2 separate regions of the Oryctolagus cuniculus genome follow, and region 2 is linked to region 1. A link is a contact called in public Micro-C data. All regions are on one chromosome and are shown on one strand. The core of a region is the stretch at or near the end of the contact, and the rest is flanking DNA. Distances in the headings are between cores, read along the strand shown. Region 1 holds the start of TOR4A (torsin family 4 member A). Region 2 holds the start of MRPL41 (mitochondrial ribosomal protein L41).

What was found. A called contact is a pair of places that touch in the nucleus more often than the background predicts.
Region 2: a contact with region 1 is called in a Micro-C map of ear pinna, with 3 times the contacts expected there. The contact joins the promoter of MRPL41 here to the promoter of TOR4A in region 1. A contact is called at or near these places in 2 of 6 Hi-C or Micro-C datasets (ear pinna and an unstated tissue).

What each region holds. Positions count from the first base shown.
Region 1 is chr1:237,531,050-237,535,839 of mOryCun1.1, forward strand. TOR4A (torsin family 4 member A) reads left to right here and starts at 2,701. Exons shown (of 2, transcript XM_070059600.1): 1 at 2,701-3,819. NELFB (negative elongation factor complex member B) reads left to right here. Exons shown (of 13, transcript XM_051838902.2): 11 at 777-918; 12 at 1,001-1,109; 13 at 1,190-1,712. The coding sequence ends at 1,336.
Region 2 is chr1:237,702,429-237,707,218 of mOryCun1.1, forward strand. It overlaps MRPL41 (mitochondrial ribosomal protein L41), which reads left to right and starts at 2,820. Exons shown (of 1, transcript XM_002723053.5): 1 at 2,820-3,285. The coding sequence starts at 2,820. The coding sequence ends at 3,227. PNPLA7 (patatin like phospholipase domain containing 7) reads right to left here and starts at 2,006. Exons shown (of 39, transcript XM_051838879.2): 1 at 1,868-2,006. The coding sequence starts at 1,894. It overlaps DPH7 (diphthamide biosynthesis 7), which reads right to left. Exons shown (of 8, transcript XM_070059708.1): 8 at 3,822-4,790. The coding sequence ends at 4,334.

The sequences.
Region 1 (4,790 bases), core at 1,451-3,950:
CAGCCGAGGCGCTGCTCACGGTGCCGAGGTCCCGGCAGAGTGCCGGTCTTCCTGCAGAGCAGCCGGGGGGGTCAGTGACAGCCGAGGGCGGGCCTGCCCCCACGGGGGGCCCGGGTGGGGCTCCTGGCTCTGGCTCCGGCCATCTGGGCCGTGAACCAGTGGGTGGACAATCTCTGTGCTCCACCTTTCAGATAAATAAATGTAACCCTTAAACTGACCACAGGCTGAGGTCCTGATGAGGCACGACTGCCGGTGGCCTCGAGTTAGCCGAGGGGGGTGTGGCCTGCTGGTTATGTAGAGGCGAGGGGTGTGGCCTGCTGGACCCATTCCGCTCAGGGCCTGAGTCTTGGGGATGCTGGGGTCATCGCGGGGTCGGGGTCAGATGGGGTCAGATCTGCCCTCTGCTCCCTGCCCAGGTGTGGCTCCCAGGTTCCAGGGGTGGGGGACCCTTGTGCTGTGTGGGCCTGGGCTGAGTCCTTGTGGAGTGAGGCTCACTTCATACTGTGTGGGGGTGGTCTCTGCCCTTGCTGGGTCCCACCACAGCGTGGGCCAGGCTGGTGCTGTGCGCTCGGAAGCTGTCCGTCAGCAGCCGTGGGCGGAGCCTCTGTCCTCTGCCCCGCCCCCCAGCTATAGCCCTGCATCACTGGGTGGGGTCCCGGCCCCCCACGCCCTGATCTCAGGACCCCCAGACGTGGGTGCTGCCGCTGGGCTCCCCAGGGCGGCCCGCGGGCGGAGGCGCCTGGGCCGGGCCTCACCCACGCCTGCGGGGGTTGCAGTGGAGACGTTCGGGGACCTGGCGTTCAGCGACATCTTCCTGCACCTGCTCACCGGCAACCTGGCGCTGCTGGCGGACGAGTTTGCCCTGGAGGATTTCTGCAGCAGCCTGTTCGACGGCTTCCTCCTCACCGCCTCGCCCAGGTAGGCTGCCGCCGGGGGGGGGGGCTGGGCGTTCCGGGGGGGCGTTCCGGGGGGGCCAGGGTCTGCTGCCCCTCCCTTGCAGGAAGGAGAACGTGCACCGGCACGTGCTGCGGCTGCTCCTGCACCTGCACCCCAGGGTGGCCCCCGCCAAGCTGCAGGCCCTGCAGAAGGCCCTGGAGCCCACGGGCCAGGTGGGTGCCGGCCGGGCGGCGCTGGCGGCGGGGTGTGGTGGGCCCCGCCGGGCCTGAGCGCCGACGTGGTTTTCCTGCAGAGCGGGGAGGCGGTAAAGGAACTTTACTCGCAGCTCGGAGAGAAGCTGGAGCAGCTGGACCACCGCAAGTCCAGCCCTGCCCAGGCCCCGGAGACGCCGGCCCTGGAGCTGCCCCTCGCCCACGTGCCGGCCCCGGCTGGGCTCTGAGGCCGCTGTGCAGCTGGGCTCCTTCCACCCTTCCCGCGCCTCCGCCCACCTGGGGCCGTGTGGGGGACGGTGGCTGCTGGGCACGGGAGATCTGGGTTCTGCCCTCGGGGGGCACGGGGGTTGGGGGTCCTGCCTTGCCTTTCAGGTGCTCACGGCTGGCCTGTGGTCTGGGGTGGAGCCCGGGTGAGGCTTCGGGGGATGGGGGGTGGAGGGGTCCACCTGCATTGCCAGACCAAAGCCGGACCTTTGCTGGGGTCTGGCGGTGGAGCCCTCCCTCCGTGTCCTGAGCCCACCTGGGCCCTGGACTCCCTGCTCAGCCCGGGGGCAGCGGCGCATGGGGAGGCCTCACTCATGTAAATAAAGGTGTTTTGGTACACAGGGGCGTGAGGTGTCTGCTGGTGTCGGGCAGTGCGGTGGACACAGCCAGCTCTCCTGGCCGTGGCCGTGGCTGCTCAGCCCGGGGTGGTTTATGGGCCAGGCCCACAGGAAGACCCCAGACCCCAGGGCTTGTCTCCGAGGGCCTGGTGATGGCCCCTCGCTGCCAGTGCCGGGGGTGTGCCCAGGACACGGCTCCCGCAGTGGCAGCTCCCAGTGCCCTCCTGGGTAACTCTGGCAGGGGAGGGCATGGCCTCCTTGAAGTGGAGCCCCTGGGCTGTCTCTGCCGCGCTGGCTTCACGTGGGCACCAGGGCGAGTCCCGGCTGCTCCACTTCCCAGCCAGCTCCCTGCTGTGGCCTGGCGGAAGTGGCGGAGTGGCCGTGCTTGGTCCCCGCTCCCACGTGCGAGACCTGGAAGGCGCTCCTGGCGTCAGCCTTGCCCCCCCCCCCCCCCCCGGTGTTGTGGCCGTTTGGGGGGTGAGCCATGGAAGACAGCTGTCTGCCTCAGCCGTTCAAGGAAAACCAGGAAAAGTGGAACCCCAGCCGTGGCTGCCCAGTGGCTGGTCCTCCTGCACCACTGTGGGTGGGGTCAGGAGCCCTCAGCCTGGCGCCCAGGGTTTGCCCCTCCCCCACACTGCTCAGGTGGGGACCAGGCCCTGTTGTCCTCCTCAATCTGCAGGGTGGGCAGGCGGGGCCCAGGGCCTCCCCGAGCGACTGTTACGGGAGACGGGGGTCTCCGGGAGGGGATTGGAGTTGGGGTGTGACTACAGCTCACCTGTGGTGTCAGCCATAAACATGGCCAAGGGGGAGAGGAGCCCCGGTGCCCCGACCTGCAGAGGGCAGAGCTGGCGGCCGGGGGGCCCAGGGAGTGGTCAGTGTGGCCTGGCTCCTCCAGCCTCGCTCCGGGTTTCAGGGGGGTCCTGCTGACCGCGGGTGGGGGGACTGAGGCCTGGGGGTCTGTGGGGGAGGAGTGGGATGAGGGAGTGGACAGAGGAGCTTAGGGGAGCACAGGGAGCTGGAGGAGGCCAGGCCCGCCGTGTGGAGCGAAGTCTCCAGACACTGGGGGATGGGGAGTGGGGGCGCTGCTCTCCTCCAGGTGGGGTGGGGGTCCTCAGAGGAGGCTGCAGATGCAGGGTGCAGGGAGGACTATGGGTGGGACGCGGCCATGCCTGCTGGGCAGTCCTGGGCCCAGGGTTGGGGGTGCTGGCAGCATGTGGGGCAGGGAGTGCAGGGCTCAGGTCATGGGGCAGGCCGCCTGGGGCGCGACCCCTGCCCACTGCAGAGGGTTTGTCAATCAAGCAGGGGCAGCTCCCCTCAGTGGGTCCCCTGGGGGCGCCTGCTTCTGCCCTAGGGTTCCCACCGCAGCCTGGGTCCTGTCAGAAGCAGCTCCTAGAGGAAGCTGGAGGCCCGGGAAGGGGCGGCTGGGCCAGGGCCACCTGTGACTCCCCGTGGGGAGGCCCCCGGGGGGCGGGAACTGACCGGCAGGCCTGTGCTCCCGAGCTCCGGAGTGGGAGTGCAGGGCCAGCTGGACTGGTCTGGTCAGACAGGGCTGCAGTGGGTCCTTGAGTGTGGGGGATGGGCCTGGGCGGTCCTAAATTCACTCCCAGGCCTCACAGGGGCCGGGGAGCACAGGCCCAGGCCTTCCCTTCCAGTGTGTGCTGTCCTGGGAGAGGAGGTGCTCAGCTGGGCACAGGGCCTGCTGTCCCCTCGTGTTCAGGCTGCTGGGAGCCCCGGTGGTCCTGTCAGGGCCTGGCCAGGGTCTGTGGAGGTGCCCCAGGCCTGAGTGAGACAGGGGGCTCGCCTGGGAGCACAGGGCAGAGGGGAGGTGGCCTCCGGCCAGGCCTCCCCCTCGGGCGCCTCGTCCAGCCCAAGTCCCGCCCCCGCCGCACCCCCTGACTCACTTCCTCCCCTGAGAAGCGGAAACCTCCCGGGAGCTTCCTCTGCCGGACACTGCCAGGGGCCTGCAGGTGCCGCTGCCCCTCCGGCCGGAGCTGGCCCGGGAGGCCCCTGACCTGCCACCGGGATCCAGTATTTCCTGATTCTGGTGTCCGGCCTGGGCCCGGAACCGCGGAGCTGGGGGGCGGGTCCCCACACCCACGCAGCCGCAGGTACGCAGGGTGGGTTGGGGGTCCGGTTGCAGGCGGCTTCAGCCGGCAGGGGCTCCTCCTCTGGTCCATCATTCCGCCCACCCCTAGCCCCCTGAGGGGGCTCCCTACACAGATGCTTAAGGACCCCAGGTTGGGGGGGTCTTGGGGGCAGGGCGGGGGTCAAAGCCTCCAGGCCGCCCCCGCCCCAGGGTTCCTGGGTGGGTGTGTGTTGGGGGGGCTTCCTTTGCCCCCGCCTTAGGGCCTGGCGCCGGGCAGTCCGGTTGGAGCTGCAGGCGGGGACGAGTCAGCCTTGACCCCAGATCGGCGCCGGCCCCTCGACTCCTCCTCCAGGAAGCCCGGGCAGCCGCCCGATAAGCTGTAGGCCCCCTCCCCCCGCCACTTCCTCCGGGCCGAGGCCGGTTAGGGGAGGGCCCGACGGAGGAGGCGCTTCCTGGCCAGCGGGGACTAGGCCTTGGCCGAGCCCAGACCGCGCCTGGGGGGGGGGCGTAGGGGGGAACGGGGTCCCTCCGGGAGGGCCGCGGCCGGAGTCCGGAGCGGGTCCCCGTCTTCCCGCTGCAGGGAGCGTGATCTGCGCGCCGAGCACTATGGACCGCGGCCAGTGCAGTCCGGAGCCCGCGGCCGCAGCTCCTCGCGCCTCAGGCCCATGCGTGATGGCGCCAGTGCGCGCCGTGGTCCGCCTTCGCCGCCGCGTGTGCATCCTGCGCAAGCGGCGCCTGCCGCCTCCTGGCGCGGGGCCCGACGCGGGGGCCGGCGCGCCCAGGCCGGGCTGCAGTGCCCGGACGCCGCGCGCCGCCCTGGACCAGCCCAAGTTTTTCACCTTCGACGACCTCGCCGAGTTGCCCTCCAGGGGCGCGCGCCGTAGGCGCCGGCGCAGCCGCCCGGTGCTGTACCCCGAGACCTCCCGCAGGTACCTGCCGCGCGCGGAGCGCCGGAGCCGCGCACAGCGCTGCCTGCTGCTGCTCGTGGCCATC
Region 2 (4,790 bases), core at 1,570-4,069, 170 kb after region 1:
TCCTGGGGCTCATGCTGTGGACAACAGATGCCCCACACATCCCCAACACACCTGAGTCCTGAGAGCTCCGGCTCCCCGAGACACAGGTGGAAGGGAAACAAGCCCTAGTCACATGGGAGACAATGGCCACCACTCAAGGCCCTGCATAAGGCCCATGGGGCCCACAGAGCCGTGCCTGGAAGTCCCCTGGAACCTCTGGATTTGAGAACATTCTGTATCAGTTCACCAAGCAAAAAAGAAACAGTAGAGAGGGCTGCATGTGCCAGTATCCTACTGTATGCTGGGGGATGTGAGGGGGGAAGAGAGGTCCAAGCGGGATGGTGAGGTGGGAAGCCAGCACAGGATGCTGCTGGTTCCCTAACAGGTCCAAGAGAAAACACGATAAAGAAAGAAGCCAGACAAGCAGCCACTGGCCCTTCATCCTGAATCCGCACCTTTCTCCCACGCAGCCAGGAGCTGGGTGGGTTGGGGAGACAGCCTTTCTGTCCTTTCGGGTTTCTATACAAACCAGGCACTAACTCGGCGCCCGACCTTCAGAGAGCCAGGACTTAGCCACAGCAAGCTGTGCCAGAAGACCTGCGGATATCTGAAGGACACTCTGGACAGGGTCCAAGGAAGGCTGCCACACCAGAACCGCAAAGGAGCAGCCCAGAAGACTCAGCCCTTTGAACCTAGCTCTGGAAGCGCACAAGTCCTGAGTCCTGAGCTAACAACCACAGAGAGGCCCCTCTGTCCTGAGAGAAGTGCCATCAGGTGGCCTCCCTGCTGCGTGTGCTCACACAAACCAAGACAGCCGCGCCGTTGCAAGGTGACCTGATCTTAAGGCAGCACTGTCGCTGACATAAAGACGCCGTCTAGGCAAGGTGTCAATCAGGAAATGAAAGGGCTGGATTTTCCCTGCAGTGTCTGCCCCTAGCCCTGCACCCTAACTCCTCTCCCTCCCTCCTAATCCAGCACAGCTGCTTTCCCATGATGCACCCGAGTCCCCTCCGGCACCAACAGGACACCATGAACACGCGTCAGAGGAGATGCCATGACCCCCACCCAAACTCCACCCTTACCCCATAAAGGGGTCCACTAAACCGGGGGCAGCTCTGCGTCCTCACAGACTCTCCTCTCTTCCCCTTAGGCAGCCTCCTGTCCAGCGGCAAAAGCCTGGAATAAAATACCCGGGAAACATATTCCCACAACTCCTCCAGGCTCAGCTCCCAAACAGGCCCCAAGTGGGGGCATGACAGCACCACAACCACGCCCTTCACTTAAGTAACCGCTGTCCCTCTGAGCCGTGACCATGAGGTCTGTCTACCAAGGAAAGGCCGATCACATGGGCAGCCCTAACCTCTTCCCGTCAGCCTTTTCTAGCTTTTTTTTTTTTTTAATATTTTTTTTATTTGAAAGGCAGAATTAAGAGTTCTTCCATCTGCTGGTCCACTCCCCAGATGGCCACAACAGCTAGGGCTGGGGGAGCCGGAAGCTTCAGCGGAGTCTCCCAGGTGGGTGCAGGGGTCCAGGCACTTGGACCATCTCTACCGCTTTCCCAGGCGCGTTAGCAGGGAGCTGGATTGGAAGTGGAGCAGCTGGGACTCGAACCCGTGCCCACATGGGATGGCGGTGCTGCAGGCCGCGGCTGAAGCCCTCTGCACCATATTGGCAGCCCCAGGCTTTTCTAGCTCCGGAGATTGTCTTAAGGGGTCTAATTCCCGGCTCGTGAGTAAACGCTTCGCGGTGCGGCTACAGATTGGGACAGCGACACTGCACAAAACCAGCGCTGCAAGTCGCAGAGGGAACCACCACGCAGAGCGTGAGCGGGCCGCGGTCCCGCCTCGGCGCCCGGCGGCCTCCTCACGCCCCGTACCCACCTACCCACCTCCGGGCAGGCCTCTTCCTCCTCCATAGCTGAAGGGGCGGCACCTGGGCGGCCGCGGGGTCAGCCCTCCCCGGGGGCTCCCCAGGCCAGATTAGGTTTGCACGGGAAGTCTGCAGCACACTCTGCTCTCTGAAGAGAAACTGCCTGGCTCAGAGCCCGTCCCTCCGTCAGCAGCCCTCACGTGGCCAGCGGGGAAACGAGTCACTGGGCGCAGCGCCGGGCAGGTCCAGGCAGGGTCCGGGCGGCCCCGCCAGGCCTAGGGCAGCTGCGCGCGAGTTTGTCCCTCTCCAGGGCCGGGGCGGGGCCTAGGGCTGAGGAGGGACAGGACCCAGCGCGGTCGGACTCGGGGGACCCAAACGATGACCTCGGGGACCACGACGGCCCTGGGAGCCCCGCAGGCCGGGCGCGCGGTGAAAGAGGACCCCGGCCCTCAGGAGGTGCTCGGGGCAGGCAGGGCGGCTGCGCACTCCGCCCGCGCGCCCCGCCTCAGGCTGTCACTGGAACTGAGGCGGCGCGGAGCGCGGAGGACGCCCGCGGCCGCGCGTCCCGGCTCAGGGCGAGGGCCTGAGGGCGCCCCTGCCCTCAGCGCCTCAGCCCGGGAGCGCCACCCCCGCCCCAGAGCGCCTCGGCCCGGAGCAGCGCCCTCGGGCGCGGGGCGGTGACTCGGGTCCCGCGCGCCCGCGCCCGACTCCGGACCTCTCCGCGCATTGGCTGAGGCCCTTGCGGCCACGCCCGCTGGCGGCGGCGGCAGCCAATCGAAGACGCCCTTGCTGCGTGGTGCCGGCGGCCGGAAGCGGAGCGAGGCGGTGGCCGGGGTCGCGCTGCACGGACCGAGTGGGAGCGGCGGGCCGCGTCTCCGTCCAGGTGGGTGCGCGCGCGGGGTCCGCGCCCCGGCAGCTCGGCGGGTGGCCGTGACCGTGGGTCTCACAGCTCATCTCGTCGCAGGGCACGCATGGGCATCCTGACCGCGGTGACCCGGGGCCTGGTCCGCGGTGCGGACCGCATGAGCCAGTGGACGAGCAAGCGCGGGCCGCGCACCTTCAACAAGGGCCGCGGCGCCAAGGGCACCGGCGTGCGCGCCTCGGGCGGGAGGTTCGTGCCGGTGAAGGAGATGGCTCCGGAGTTCGTGGTGCCGGACCTGGCCGGCTTCAAGCTCAAGCCCTACGTGTCCTACCGCGCCCCCGCGGGCGCCGACGAGCCCCTGACGGCCAAAGCGCTGTTCCTGGACACCGCGGCCCCTGCGATCGAGAAGGACTTTCGAGAAGGTGCTTTCGACCCCGAGAACTTGGAGAAGTACGGCTTCGAGCGCACCCAGGAGGGCAAGCTCTTCCAGCTGTACCCCAAGAACTTCCCGCGCTGACTCCCGCCCCGGGGGCCTTCCCGCGCCCCTTGTCCATTAAAAGCCCTTCGCGTCCCCACGGGGTGTCTGTGTGGGTGGCATCAGGTCACGTGGTCACGCGGCAGATTCCACTCACTGCCCAGGCAGGCCACGCGGGACCACAGCTCGGCTTGGTGAAAGGTCGTCCTGGGCCCGAGGTAGGGATGCAGGGAAGTCTGGACAGCCCGGGCTGCTGGCATTCCGCACTTCAGCCACGCAGCTCCTCCCAGACAAGACATCAGGGGCATCCCAGTTACTCCACAGTGAGGAGTGGGTGCCCTGTAGACGGCCCACATCGCAGGCTAATGATCCCAGCACAACCCAGAAGCCTCCCTGTCTTCCCGTCGCTCATCTGCATAGTTTCATGGTTCCACGATGTGATTTAAAATTTGAGACCAAGAGTTCCCATCTATTGATTTACCCACCATATGCTCACAACAGCCAAAGCCAGGAGCCACAAACTCCATCTGGACCTCCCATGTAGGTGGCAGGGGTCCAGGTAACTTGGGACTTCGCCTACTGCTTCCCAAGTTGTGTATTTGCAGGAAGCAGGAGCTAAGACTCCAACTGAGACACTTTAAAAATATATATATATTTATTTGAGTTATAAAGAGATACAGAGGTCTTCCACCCACTGGTTCACTCCCCAAATGGCTGCAACAGCTGGCACTGGGCCATGCTGGAGCCAGGCGCTTCATCTGGCTCTCCGATGTGGGTGCAGGGGGGGCCCAAGCACTTGGACCATCCTCCCCTGCTTTGCCTGGTGCATTTCCAGGGAACTGGGTTGGAAGTGGAGCAGCCAGGACTCGAACCTGTGCCCACACGGGACTCCATAATAAGCGGCAGCTTTACCTGCTAAGCCACAACACCAGCCCCAAGGCAGCCACTCTGATGTGCATCATGGGTGTCCCAAATGCCTACTCCAAGGTGGCCTTTTAATGTCCATCCAGAGTTACTTCTGACGTAACAGTAACTTCTCGGGCTTGTTTTAATTAACATAAGCCAAAGGGCTGAAGGTCAACATCACCTGAGAAGTAACAAGCTGTGGGCTGGTGCCCCAGTCCCTGCCAGGTAGACACCAGGGCTCTTCAGTGGTCCTGCAGGGAAGCCTTGCTGACAGACGCTGGCCGCCTGCATTGGGCAGTTTCCTCAGCGTGGCTGGGGGGAGGGTCTTGAGCTCCGTTCACTTCCCATTTCCAAAGGTGGAGAACGTGATCATAGAATGAACAGGTGGCCAGGAGGCTGCCATCCAAGTTTGCCTCTTGCAGGTCAGGGTCACAGTTGCACGCCTTGGCTGTGGCGTGCAGCTGACTGCCATTGCTGCTCATCTCTGTGAGCGGTAGGAGAGAGGCCAGTGGGTTGACTGTGCCTGGGGATCTTGCGTGGTCCTCCCCCTTACTGGCCACTAGGTGGTCGAGAGAGGGCCCCGGGGGCTTGTTTGTGGCTGTGTCTGCTGGTCTGGCTCCCTCGTTGCTGCGTGGAAAGGCCGATGAGGAGGGCCCGGGCTGTGGTGAACAGGACGGGAGCCAGGACCAGTCGGCCCCA